Regions from separate parts of the Sus scrofa genome. Here regions 2, 3 and 4 are each linked to region 1. A link is a contact called in public Hi-C, HiChIP or PLAC-seq and promoter capture Hi-C data. All regions are on one chromosome and are shown on one strand. Each heading gives the region's core, a stretch centred on a gene start, on an enhancer-like site or on the middle of the called end of the contact. The rest is flanking DNA. Distances are from core to core; before and after follow the strand shown.

What was found. Promoter capture Hi-C pulls out the DNA fragments that hold promoters and counts their contacts. Hi-C and Micro-C count contacts between places; a contact is called where the count stands out from the background. HiChIP or PLAC-seq counts read pairs in DNA pulled down with a chosen protein or histone mark.
Region 2: an H3K27ac HiChIP or PLAC-seq map of alveolar macrophages shows a contact between it and region 1. The contact joins the promoter of SPAG7 here to the promoter of GABARAP in region 1. A contact is called at or near these places in 2 of 5 promoter capture datasets (fetal skeletal muscle and liver) and 1 of 2 datasets of contacts at active chromatin or transcription factors (alveolar macrophages).
Region 3: a Hi-C map of liver shows a contact between it and region 1, with 2.9 times the contacts expected there. The contact joins the promoter of SLC25A11 here to the promoter of GABARAP in region 1. A contact is called at or near these places in 2 of 5 promoter capture datasets (fetal liver and liver), 3 of 47 Hi-C or Micro-C datasets (heart right ventricle, liver and skeletal muscle) and 2 of 2 datasets of contacts at active chromatin or transcription factors (alveolar macrophages and skeletal muscle).
Region 4: a contact with region 1 is called in a promoter capture Hi-C map of fetal liver, with 5 times the contacts expected there. The contact joins the promoter of AURKB here to the promoter of GABARAP in region 1. A contact is called at or near these places in 2 of 5 promoter capture datasets (fetal liver and liver) and 1 of 47 Hi-C or Micro-C datasets (embryonic fibroblasts).

Annotation. Positions count from the first base shown.
Region 1 is chr12:52,596,784-52,600,228 of Sscrofa11.1, forward strand. GABARAP (GABA type A receptor-associated protein) reads right to left here and starts at 1,383. Exons shown (of 4, transcript NM_001190288.1): 1 at 1,188-1,383; 2 at 567-645; 3 at 309-427. The coding sequence starts at 1,277.
Region 2 is chr12:51,947,574-51,950,752 of Sscrofa11.1, forward strand. SPAG7 (sperm associated antigen 7) reads left to right here and starts at 1,340. Exons shown (of 7, transcript NM_001243921.1): 1 at 1,340-1,432. The coding sequence starts at 1,348. It overlaps CAMTA2 (calmodulin-binding transcription activator 2), which reads left to right. Exons shown (of 23, transcript XM_021067750.1): 22 at 108-182; 23 at 267-1,130. The coding sequence ends at 330.
Region 3 is chr12:51,969,046-51,972,139 of Sscrofa11.1, forward strand. SLC25A11 (mitochondrial 2-oxoglutarate/malate carrier protein) reads left to right here and starts at 1,749. Exons shown (of 8, transcript XM_021067766.1): 1 at 1,749-2,010; 2 at 2,613-2,765; 3 at 2,852-3,058. The coding sequence starts at 1,916. RNF167 (E3 ubiquitin-protein ligase RNF167) reads right to left here and starts at 1,766. Exons shown (of 10, transcript XM_003131906.4): 1 at 1,453-1,766; 2 at 812-1,315; 3 at 649-729. The coding sequence starts at 895.
Region 4 is chr12:53,414,605-53,417,962 of Sscrofa11.1, forward strand. It overlaps AURKB (aurora kinase B), which reads right to left and starts at 1,251. Exons shown (of 10, transcript NM_213919.2): 1 at 1,160-1,251; 2 at 776-847. The coding sequence starts at 823.

The DNA of each region.
Region 1 (3,445 bases), core at 133-2,632:
AGCAGTATTATCCTAGCAGCAGTCCTAGGCATAAAAATCACACATTGTTCTCTGCTGCCTCGAAATGGGGAGGGGCCTGGGGAAAGTCCAGATCACAACAGTTGCTCCAACTCACTGTTCTCTTTTCTCTCTACTCCCACTGCCCTGTCTAAATCCCCAACCCAGAACTATAAGGAGATTTTAAAGCCAAATTTAAAACTGAGAGCTAAGTAAGCCAACTAGTCCAAGACCTGCTGACTTAAAACTTCCTGCCTCTCAAGTGCTTCCAACTCCTCTCCAAAGCCTCCACTACTTCCCAGACACTATACCTGGTACAGCTGACCCATCGTGGCACTGGTGGGTGGAATGACATTGTTGACAAAGAAAAACAAGGCATCCTCAGCTCGGAGATGAATTCGCTTCCGGATCAAGAAGTAGAACTGACCAACTGCCAAAGAAACAAGGTCTGAGAAAGTCTGAGGTCACAAACGCCTTCAAAAGAACAGCTGCTATGTGGAGCCTCCTCCAGCAGAGACCACATTCCCACCCCCCAGGAAGCAAACCTGGCTACTGGGTCAGGTTCTCACCTGTGAGATCAGAAGGCACCAGGTATTTCTTTTTATCTAGGTCTCCTATCCGAGCTTTGGGAGCCTTTTCTACTATCACCTGATAAAGAGACGAAAATTAGGAGACATTAGGTATACAGGCCCACAGCTCCACCTGTCAAGAACTCAACATTCCTAGCATCCCTACCTACCCCAGACTCATTTCTCTTTGTCTCTGAACACGCGGCGCAGTCCTGAGCAGGGATTCTGATCCCACTGACTCAAACTCACCTAAACCTCCAGAATCCCTGAATAGGACGTCATAACAAACAATGATTTTAATCAAACAGGCATGTCTTGTCTGGGCCGACTAGAGCTTCAATCTCAAGCACCCCCTGTGAAGCTCGGAATGTCAAACGCCCTACACGAATCCAAGGTCTAGCTCTCGCGCCTACATCCCCTTAAGCCTACATCCCCTAGCCCCCCAGTTCTAATGCTACCCCACTCCTTTCACCTCCAGTCCCACAGACAGCAGTTTCGGGCTCATTCCCAACCCTGCCACAGCTGGCAGCCTGATGCCCGCGCTGCGGGTCTCGGACTCAAGCCCAGGCTGTGGCGTCAGCGCCAGCGCCCCGCGCCCTCGGCCCTGGCTACTGTCCTCACCGGCACCCGGTCCGGGTATTTCTTTCGGATCTTCTCGCCCTCAGAGCGACGCTTCTCGAACGGATGCTCTTCTTTATACACGAACTTCATCCTCCCGGGAACCGGGTTGGACCGGGCTGGGCTGAGGGAACCCGGGGGGGCCGGGATGGGGGGCGGCGGCGACGGCGGCGACGCGCGGGCGGATTCAGCGGAGCGATCCCGGACCTTGCGCCACTTCCCTATTCACCAACCCCGCCCCCGGCCGTCAGAGGCCGCCCCACTCGCTATGTTACGCTCCTAGCTCAGTGGCCCCAACGCCACTAGCGTAGCGCCACCTACTGACCTCCCCCCTCACGCAATCAGCGTAATCGCTTTGGAATCAATTTACGGGCTACGCAGGCGACGTAGGAAAGGTGGCTGGCTTTTTGCTATCATAGAAAATAACTGAAAACCCATTTCCTGACTTTTTCCACAGGATGAAAAGGGCTTGGAGATGGTAATCATAATTTGAGACTTGGTTCTCCGAAAGTGCTTTTCAGAAGTAACAGAGGTAAAAAAGCAGATAATTACAAGGACAGCTATTCAGGAAAGGTGCTGGTACGCTGAAGGCGGCGGTTGACACCAAAACAAAGTAGTACCCCAATGGAGCAAGCGGTCTTTGGAAACAGAGGAGGGCAGAAACGAGACCTATGTTTGGAAAGACGCTTATGTTTCCAGAATGCTTAGGTTCCAGGAATGAGTGGACGAATAGGGACTGGAGAGGTCTGAAAGGTAGGGACTACGTCAGCGCGGAGGAACACAGTCTTCGCGGCTCACGGAGAGATCATGTGATCGCAGAGAAGGGCGGGGCGTCACGTGGCGAGTGCGAGGAAGTAGAGCCGGCTGCGGCTGGGGGAGCAGGGCCAAGGGGAGGGAGGTGGGGCGCCAGGGGCCTGGGACACCCCCCCCTCCGCCCCCGGGGGGCTGCGCCCGCTCAGCTAGTCTAAGTCAGGCCCGCAGACGAAGCCAGGCCTCTCCCAGCGTCCAGTTCTCTTTTCCTTTCAAACTTTTCTGTGTTACTGTTCGGAAGCTCACATTCCCTCTGGACACAGGGCTGTTCTTTCGCTCCCGGCCAGGGTATCATCCTGCCACTAAGACCCTCCCCGCCAGGGTGGCCAACACCCTCCCCTCAGGTCAACAGCTTGCTCCTTACCCTCTGCCCAGAGCCAGGGTGGGTGTGAACAAAGCCCCTTCATTTCCCCCAAACCCAGAGAAGGACCTAGGGCAGCTTTGGTTTCAAAGTTATAATGCATGGTTTAAGTAGACGAAAGAAAAAAAGAGAAAGCTCGTTACAGGTCTGAGGGACTCTAGGAAGAAGGGAAGATGGAAAAGGAAGGGAAGGGACAAGTTTGGGGAAAATCCAGTGGCCCAAAATCCCAGTTTCCCACCCACAGCCCAGCCCTTGGAGTGAAGAATTAGATCAGTTTTGTACAAGAGTTTTTAAAAAATCAAATCACAACAAAGCTGGCTTGGCTTCTCTTTGAGCCTCCCGGATTACCGAGTGTCTTTCGCTCACTCTGGCCAGTCCTGTCTCCACCAGACAATGTTTCAGCTCTCCCAGGCCTCCGCTTTATGTCCCAGTCTGGGGTTTCCGGGGAGTGCGAACACGAAGTTAGAGTGAGGCTGCTTCAGAATCTGGCCCATGTGTCCATCCAGACTCCATACGGAGTGCAGGGCTCCCAGGGCAGAGAGGGGTGGGAGGGGCAGACTCTGCCCAGGCAGTCCTCACCGTTGGCCAGGGCACCAGACGGCATCCCGAGGGCTCACCCTCCCTTCCCCCCCACCCCAACTCAGGTGGAGGGGGAGCAGCTGTCACCAGAGCCTATGTTGGTGAAGGTTTCGACTCAGCACAGAACGAACATCCGCGGTGAACCTGGGACGACAATTAACTTGCATTGGTAGAGCCCTTACGCTGACCTCCTCACCTTAGCGTGAGGCAGCCTCGCTGAAGCCGGGCGGTGGAGACTGAGCTGCAGTTTGCCCAACACCCACTGGCTAAAAGTGACGAGTTTTTGTAAGAAGACCTGGCTTCAAATGCTAAGTTCTTAAGGGAAAAGAGATAAGTGAGTAAAACAGGACACATTTTTATTCTCTCTTGGGCTCCCCCGCCTCCTTGGTGTCTCTCTCGCTTCCTTACCTGAGGGCATCCAGCATAGGAAGCAGGTTGAGGAGGGCGGTATCGCTGGGGTCACTGAACCAGGATTTGATGGGGATGGCATTGTCTGGGGAGGGTGAAAAGG
Region 2 (3,179 bases), core at 90-2,589, 650 kb before region 1:
CCCTCCATCATTCTGCCCCCCCCTTCCCCTGCCAGGGTCCCTAAGGGGCAGAGGGCAGGGGATGCCCGCGTGTTGTGTGAGGTTTCATCTCTTCTTTCTTCCACCAGAGGCTCTTTTCTCACCAAGAAGCAGGACCAGGCAGCCCGGAAGATCATGAGATTCCTGCGGCGCTGCCGACACAGGTGCTGCGATTTGGCCCTGCCGCCTCCCCCATCCCACCTCCCGATCGGCCGGTGTCCCCTGACTCCTTCCTTGTCTCTCGGCAGGATGAGGGAATTGAAGCAGAACCAGGAGCTGGAAGGGCTTCCCCAGCCCGGCCTGGCCACCTGACTTCTCCATCGCCTTTCTCATCAGCCGGGGCCGCTTCTTGCAGTCTTAACAGGGAGAGGGCTCTCTGGGGGAGGGGGAGCCCCCCCACCCCACCCCCCGTTGGCAGCTTTCCCGTCACTTCTGTAGGAGCCCATCCTCGGTCTCCGCTCCCGCCCCCTCCGAAGTGCTGAACTCCCTCTCCCACCCCCGGCTCCTTCTCCTCTTCCCTCCGGGTCGTGCCCCCCTCTTTGAGTCCCCGGCTCCAGAAGACCCACGCCCCACATACCTGCATCTTCAGCTGTGACCTCCGGAGCCCTGCCTGCCCCTTCTCCACATCTCCGAACCCGCCTGTACCCACCTCAGCCCCTTCCTGACTTGCCTTATTTATTTGTTCAACGAGTCTCTGAATGTATCCGCCTCGGTCCCACCTCTGCCTTCACTGCGCGCGCGCCCCTCGTGTTTCAGGGCTGACTGTGCCCCCACCCCGACTCCGCATGTTTGCGTCTGTTCCCTCCTTTTCTGACCCTGTGTTTCCCCGTCACCCCGACCGACTCCGGCCACCGATCTCGGGGCCAAAGGAGGGGTGTATATAAGAACGCGTTGCGGAGTCCTGCCCCGTCCCCGAGGGGAGGGGGCTTGTACATAATGTAACATACAGAGTATAGTGAAGAATCTATTTAAGGCGCCGCGGGGAGGGCTGCACAGCCGGACTTGTGGTTCCTGGCGCGGCGGGGGCCTTCAGCCGGCTCTACGAGAGCACTTTCTACTTGTGCATGGGCTTGGTTTCTACGAATTGCCATTAAACATCGCTGCACCAGCCAGCCTCCGGCCTCTGTCTGACCGGGGAGTGGGGGGCGGGGGGGGCGGGGCGGGGCCTCCGCCCTTGGGAGGCTGCGCCGGGCGCCCCAGCTGGCGTCAGCGCCGCACGGGAGCTGGGCGGGGCGGGCGCGTGGTTTTCCGCCTCCGACGTGTTTCCGGCCTTAAAGGCATTTTGCCCTTCCCTTTAAGACGCACCGCCCCCTCTCAGTCACTCCCAAGATGGCGGACCTACTGGGCTCCATCCTGAGCTCCATGGAGAAGCCACCAAGCCTCGGTGACCAGGAGACTCGGCGCAAGGCCCGAGGTGAGGATCCCAAATTCACAACCGCCTTTTTTCGCCCGGTTCACAGGACCTCACTCCTTCCACTTTGACGACCCCGCCTCCTCAACCTTGAAAGACCTCTCACGGTCCCCTTCAGAGACCCCCGGAGTCCCTAAAAGGGCTACCGGCCCGCCCGCTGTTCTTAGCGGACCTTGATTGGCTACCTGAAGCCCAGCGCCAGCCCTCTCTCCTCTCCCTACCCTGGCCTTCCGCAGTCCTTCTTTTTAATTCGTCGACGAGCCCGCCTGTCCGCGGGTGGCGTGCTGTGATTGGTAGGCTGCCTCCAACCCCACCCAACCCCTTGGTGTTCTGCGGCGGCTCCTCTTCCCGCCTTCGGACCGGAGCGGGGGGCGTGTTCCACCGCTCTGCCTTTCCCGCCTCTCGGTGCTCGAGTCCCGGCAACCCCTGTCCCTATTCCGATTGGGCCCCGGACACGTCCATCCGCAAGCCTTTCACCCTTATTGGTCACCTCAACTTAAACGTCTACCTATCACGTTTCGTTCGACCTTCCTCTAGTCCACCCCACCCTCAGCACCTCTAATTGGTTGCTGAGTCCTTTTGGCGCCTTTCTGCCCCGCCTTCTTGATTTAACCCGCTCCCTTCTGCCGCTCCTCCAACCAACCTTCTTCATCTACACCCTTAAATGCCAGAACCCCCCCCCCGGGGGGGGGAGTGAATGTTGATTGGAGGGATGAGAATGCCCCTGCCCGGTCCGATTGGCGGTAGTCTCCCCGCCTGTGTTCTCCGAGTAACTTCCCTGCTGGCCTGTCAACTTGGGCTCCCAGCGCAGGGCGCGGCCCGCGGGGAGGGGCTGCCCTCTCTTTGGGTTGCTGCTCTGAGACGTGTGAATGAATCTGGCAGAATGACTGCCTTGGGGAGGACACCAGCCTTGACCATGTCCCGGGCACCGGCTCTCCACCCGTCCGAGGTGGGGCCAGGGCAGGCTAGGTTGCCTTCGAAGTCTCAAGTGCTGCCTAATATCGAACTATATCATCCATAGTTGCTGTCCTGAGTGGTTACTCGGGCCCAGGGGTACCCTCCAGGAGCCCACATGAAATGCTCACACGGGAGTTTAAAAACCAGCTTTATCAATGTCCTGAAGGAAAAATAATTGTTATGAGAGGGGCTACAAGTAGGGTCCTAACCTAGTCTGCAGTGAGCTGAGATGATGAAGAATGGGTAATTCGGTAAGTGAGAGGGGAGCACAGTGCTCAAGGCAGAGATTTGAAAGCTCTGAGGAAGAAGGGAGCCCTGGGACATAGGAAGTGGAATTTTTTAATGCTCACCATGACTGTCTAGATGGGTTCACCAGCGGCCGTTAGCAGACTAGGAAGCCTAACAGACTAGGGAGTTCAGAGTTTAGTCACTTGCCTGTGGTTATATGGTTACTAAGTGGCGGGTTTCAAGCCCAGGTGTGACTTTGAAGCCTATGTTCTTAACCATGATCTTATGCCACCTCCTCACATGCAGAGAGGAGACTCACAGAGCAGTCAGAGAACAGTCAGTGGCCAAGATGGGGTGCACCGATGGGCAGAGCCTTGAGCTTCAAGGGAAGAGAGCTTCTGAGCTGCCAGGCCCCGGGGCCACAGAGAGGAACTGGATAGGAGGTGAACAGGATCCTGGGCTTCAAGGAGCTCATAGTGGGGTAGGGGAGGCAGAAGTTACACTCCGTTCGTTTTCTGCACATGTGTAGTGGGTGTTTGAACCAACTGTGGTTGGGCCCCAAAAG
Region 3 (3,094 bases), core at 499-2,998, 630 kb before region 1:
AGCTTTTTTGCCAGCATAACTTTCCTGTCCCACCCGCTTCTGCCCCTAAGTCTTTAGTTTTGTATAGTTCTTCAGAGATCCTTTCTGTCTGCTAGGTGGGATACTGCTCAATCCATGGGGTCGTTGAATACAAGCCAGTAAAAGCTTTAAAATTCACTCAGTTGAATTTTGTTTTTTTAACACCCTCTTCACTTTCCAATTACCCATCTTGGAAACAACTATACTGGTATCTATGGCCCAACTGAGTTCTTGCTATGTGGCAGTCTTTGTGAAGTACTACAAAGCTGCTTACCTAATTTAATTCTCACAATAATCCTGTGGTAACTTTTACTGTTATTCCATCTTTACAGTAAAACAAACTAAGGCCCAGAGAGATAATTAACTTGTCCAAGGTCATAAAAACCAATAACTGGCTCTAGAGACCCTACTGATAAGCACCACCCCTGGTGCCTTTTATCTTGGTCCACTTTCAGTCTCCTTCATAAGGCTCAGAGTTCTAGGAGTAGACTTTGTCTCCTCCCTCCGATTCTGGATTCCACCAGGCCAGATGTGCTCTTGCGCTAAGTTCCTAACTTGACTCTTCTACCTCCAGCTTCAATCATCCAAGAGGGAAAATTTTGGGAAACAGGAAAAAGGGAAGAAAATCACCTGAAGTCCCTCCTGGCTCAAGGCAGCCCCAAAGAGAGCTGGGAGGTCTGCAAAGTCCATGCTGGCATTGTGGTCCGAGATCTGCGGCAAGAGTCCATGTCTCTCCTTTAGCCTGCAACCTCTCCCCTTCAGCGCCCTTCCCCCATCTGCCCCTCAGACTCACCGCTCGAATAAGCCCCTGGCTGGGGGCCACTCCCCACAGCACAGTGGCCACAACCACAGGAAGCGGGAAGGCCGCAGGGTGCATGGCAGCGGGAGGGGAGAGGCGGAGGAGGCCGCGTCCCGATAGCAGGAGCAGAAGCGGAGTTCTGCGCCCTCTCTGGCCCTTCCTCAGGGTCCCAGGGGTCCAACCACCCCCAGGTCCCCCTTCTCAGCTACATGGGGACGAGGGGAAGGACCCCCGACTCGGGGAGTGAGATAGCCAACCCCCTTAGTGGAGCCGGGAAGGCGACACTAAAAATACCCTTTTCTGGTATAGGAATAAAACGGGGGAAAGGAACAGAAGCAAGCCCAGGTGACAGAAAAACTTCTGGAAGGGTGGGGGGAGATCACGGAGGTGGGACTTCCGGCCAGGTGGGCCGTATTCCCATTCCCTGTAAGAGGGTTTCCGGCAAAGAAGGTCAGGCCGCTTCCAGCATTGGACGCTCCAGACGAAGGACTTCCGGTCCTAAAAGTCCGGTTAAAAGAAAAGATTAGAGGTGAGAGGAGTGCCTGTACAGACGAAAGGAGCACCGAAGCCCCAGGCAACAGCTTGGTTGTTTCCCCTCTAGTGCCCAGGATCCTGCAACTGGCTGGCTTACAAACCTCTCCGCCTCCCTCTGGCCGCCGCCACTGCCGCCGCCGTATCTTCACGTCTCGCGAGAGTTCTCCCACACACATCCCTCCCACCTGCTGAGAGCTTCCCGTACCTACCGCGAGGGACTGCCTAACTCGGGCTAGTCTAAGCTCACGAGATCTCGCGAGATCTTCAGAAACCCTCTTCTCTGTGTTCCCGCGACTCCAATTCGATAAAAATTGCACCTATGCTCTGGCTTCCTAAATCAGCCACACCCCTTCCCGCACCCATTCTGGAAGCTCCTCCTTCAGCTCCGCCTTACTCCCGGCTGCCCTTGCGCTCGCGCCTGCGCCAACTTCCAGCTAGCGCTGGACCTGAGAGCCGGAGGGGTGTGCGCGCGCGCCCTCGCCCCTGTTGCGCGCGCAGTGTCACCTTGGGCGCGAGCGGGGCCGCGCGCGCACGGGACCGGGAGCCGAGGGCCATTGAGTGGCGATGGCGGCGACGGCGAGTCCCGGGGCCGGTGGGATGGACGCGAAGCCCCGTACCTCCCCTAAGTCGGTCAAGTTCCTGTTTGGGGGCCTGGCCGGGTAAGCTCAGGCCCCAGGGATGGGACAGGAGGAGGAAAGGACGGATGCAAGCAACCAGGCCCGGCTCATCTTTGGATCTGTTAGAGTGAACCGAGCCGGCACGGGGTCAGCGCGGTCCCCGTCGTAGTGCGAGATCCATGATGGGCTACCAGGATCTTTTTACCCATCGCAGGGTCCCTTCTGGGCTGCATGCACGGCTCCTGCCGGGCCGCCTGAGTTTCCCAACCCATTGCTTGGCTCTGAGGGGCTGTTTGGGGTTCCAGGTCATTGCATGGCTCCTGCTGGACAACGTGGGATCCCAGGTCATAAGTGCCCACCTCTCTTCTTTGGGTCCGACTGCATGCAGTCCTGGGATCCCTGCTTGACACCCTTGGAGCTGCATGGAGCACTTTTCTTGCATGGCCCCTACTGGACCCCTGGACTTTTCAGACTTATTGCTCTTGGTACATGTGGAGACTCTTGTACACATGTCCGCCAGCCTCCTAAAACTTGGTCAGTCACATGGCAGACCCTGCCCTTTGTGACCTCTTGTTGCCAGGTTCCAGGGGGCATTGGTAGATCTGGAACACCTGGCACTTGACTCCACCCCTTTCTTTCCCCAGGATGGGAGCAACAGTTTTTGTACAGCCCCTGGACCTGGTGAAGAACCGGATGCAGTTGAGTGGAGAAGGAGCCAAGACACGAGAGTACAAAACCAGCTTCCATGCCCTCACGAGCATCCTGAGGGCGGAAGGCCTGAGGGGCATTTATACAGGGTACTGGGGCCAGATGATGGGGGAGGTAGGGTGTGGGTTGGCAGCTCCAGACCTTGGCTTGATGCACTGACCCTTTCGCTCCCCAGGCTGTCAGCTGGCCTGCTTCGCCAGGCCACCTATACCACCACTCGCCTTGGTATCTATACCGTGCTGTTTGAGCGCCTGACTGGGGCTGACGGTACACCCCCTGGCTTTCTGCTGAAGGCCCTGATTGGCATGACTGCAGGCGCAACTGGTGCCTTTGTGGGAACGCCAGCTGAGGTGGCTCTTATCCGCATGACTGCTGATGGCCGGTGAGTTCCAGGTTTGAGCCTGACCCCAGCTCCGTT
Region 4 (3,358 bases), core at 1-2,500, 820 kb after region 1:
ACTCTCCAGGACACCCAAGTCCCACCAACAGGGGGGCAAAGCCCGTGCAGGGCCCTTCTTTCTCCTTTAGTCAGGAGAGGAAGAAAGCCTCAGAACCCCTACAGACCTGTTCACAAACAGTGATATTAGTACGGAATTTACACATAAGCAAATCGAACAAAAGAGAGTCCAGAAATAGATCCACATATATGTGGGAGTATATATATATATATATATATTTATATATAAATATATATATATATATATAATTAAGGTAGTATTTTCAAATCAGAGGATAGACTCTTCAATCAACAGTGTTGGGACAACTGGAAATAAAGCCACTTAGATGCTTACTACACACAGTCATTAAAATAAATTTCAAATTCTTAGTTTAGGATTGTCCTGGACTTTTTAAACTTATAAATTCATCTAAGTTCTCCCAGAGTCTATTTCTTCTTCTTGCCTAGCCTATTTTTCACAATGGTTTGGGAATCATGGCCTGAAGGCCAGACCCTGCCTGCTCAGTCCCAGATGTCATTTATATGTGACAAGTAGGTTCAGCTCTGCAGAGGTCCTCATAGGCTGGTCAAATTCAAGTTGGCAGCACCAACTGAATGTTGGCTGCAGCAGGATGTGGCTGCAAATGACAGACTGGGTTCTGCCAGTAAACTAATGGGGCCCAAACCGCGCAAAGCCGGGAAGAAAGTGCTAAGAGGATCACCCTCGGCAGGATCTCAAATCTGCAAACAGGAACTCGCCATGAGGGTGGGGGAAGGGGAAGTGGGAAAACCCTTACCGTCTGCCGACCGTAGGGCCAGGGGTAGGTGTTCTCCTTCTGGGCCATCCTTAGAGGGAAAGGGGGAGGGAACTGGGCAGAGAAGAGAAACAGAGCAGTGAGAAACAGAAAAAAGGGAACGAGAGAGTGAGGGATTGGAATGATCTCGCCGGAAGCTGGTGAAAGGAAGCAGGTCTATAAGCCGACGGCATCAGGGCACCTCTCGGCGCTCGCCTCGCTGCCTCTGCCCTGCTACCCGCTCCACCCCTTTCCAGGACCCTCTCTCCACCCCAGGGCAACCAGCAGCCCGGCAGAGTGCCCGCGGGACCACCCAACGGACCCCCTGACCTGCCTAATCACTTGGTCTCTCCCGGCGCAAGGGCCCACGAAAGGAGGACAGCTCACCTGAAACCGGTGGCACAGCCACCCCCCTGGCAGCTGGCAAACGACTGAACCTGCTCGGCCTCGCCCCCCCGCCCCGGAGGACCTTTCAAATCTCCCGCCCTGGCCCCATTGGCTGAGCGCGCTGGCCATGCCCAATTCTCATTGGCTGGGTGTCCCATGACGTAGCCACGGAGCCCAATGGAAAAGGCGGAATGCAAAGCCTCAGCACTTTCAAGTTCCGGTTTAGGAAAGTTTCCTTCATCCCCCAAAGAAATTCACGGTTTTTTTGTTTTGTTTTGCTTTTAAAATTTAAGTCATTAATATATCTGGAATTTATCCTTGTGTAAATATATGAACTTGAGTTTTCTTTTATCTTTTTCTTTTTATGTTTTTAATGCTTTTATTAAACTAGGGTTTAACTGTTATCTGCCAGACGGAGAGCCAGTTATGCTGGTATCATTTCTTAAACTGCACCATTCCCAAAGGAATTTAAACGCTACCCTTGGTAATACTGTCATGGTAGAGATTTGGCTATATTTCTGGATTCTCTACCCTGTTATATCGTTTGTTCGTTTGCATGTATGTTTATTCTTACGCCGTTATTGTTTTGTCCTTTAAAGTCTTTCGCTCACATTCCTGGCAAGAATTTTCCACCAGAGGACTTTTCTTTGTAGATGCCCTGCCCAAGGTCAAATTGTTCGGAACTGCTCTCACTTTTCTCCTTGTCGCACTCCCTTCTTCTCTGCTCTTTCTAACGCCAAATTTCATTATTGAATTACATAAATAAAATTTGGGAATTTCCATGAAATAACTAATGGATATTTGTAAGTATTGTCTATCCAGCACCCTCCTCTTTCTTCTCATAATAACATCCTGACTTTGCTTAAGGGAATCACCAGTCCATGTTATCGATTTCTGTTCTGCCAACCCCTACCTAACTCGATGGAGACCTGTTGTAATGAACATTGTGGTTATCTAGCGAGCACCGAGTCTTTCAGCAATTCCCACTTCCTGAAAGCAACTGGAGTTTTGTGGGTCTTAGAAGGAAATTGACTCGGGCTCAGGTCCTGGAATGGTCAGTGTCTCATTGGACACTAGGTAACACTTTTATTCTGGGATCATGGTCACCGGTTTAAGGATAAGCATGTGACCTTAAGTGGGTCAGTTAGTGGGAATTTTAGGATTCTTGTCCAGAATGCTTGACAGAAACTCCCTTCGGCTTGCTGGAACTGGACAAGGAAGCACACAGCCTGCATTGTTGGTGATGGTGTCCAGCAGGGAGCAGCCTGAGAGTGAGGCTGGCATTGCAGAAGGCAGAAATGAGGTCTGGGAAGAACCCTAGAACTTGATGACAATGTGGAGCCTCTGGATGCCTGTTTCATCCATTGTCTTATGTGAGCCAATAGGTCTCCATTCCTAACGCATTGAGTTAAGAGTTCTGTTATTTGCTGTCAAAGCATTCTAACTGACACACATTACAGACCTACAGTTTTTGTAGTTATTTCGGTCTAGTGATGGAAAACTACTAATAGTTATTCTGACCTACAGAAAATACCAATTTCATATTATTCAAACCAATGTAAATGAAATAAATCCTAAGGGATTTCTAGATCAGCAGCAAGTATGGTATTTGGGGGCTCCTGCCCTGTGATGGATGATATTGGGAGTATCTCAGATAAAGTCACCTACGAGAGGGCATGTTGGTTCTCTTTCTGGGAGAATCCTCTGAGTCTGACTGAGTCATCCTCCCTTTTTAGGCCTGTAGCTCCAGGCAGGGAGCGGGCAGGCTTTACACTTCTTCTTCTTTTTTTTTTTTTTTTTTTTTTTTTTCCGCCTTGTCTGTAGCATGCAGAAGTTCCTGGGCCAGGGATATAACTGAGCCACAGCCATGACAATACCAGGTCATTAACCTCTGAGCCACCATGGAACTCCTTTTTTTGTTTTTTTTGTCTTTTCTAGGGCCGCACCCGCGGCATATGGAGGTTCCCAGGCTAGGGGTCTAATCGGAGCTGGCCTACACCACAGCCACAGCAACACTAGATACTGAAATAGAGTTTTAACTAAAGACAACCCCCCCTTGGCTAAGACGGCAGCTGGAAGCCTTTCCAGCTATGCTCCTCACTATACCACCCTTCTTGTAATAAAGTAACAACTGTGGGCCCTATGTCTGAGCCAGCAGCCCTGCTAATCATGTACCCAGCATTGCTTATCAGTTCTGCT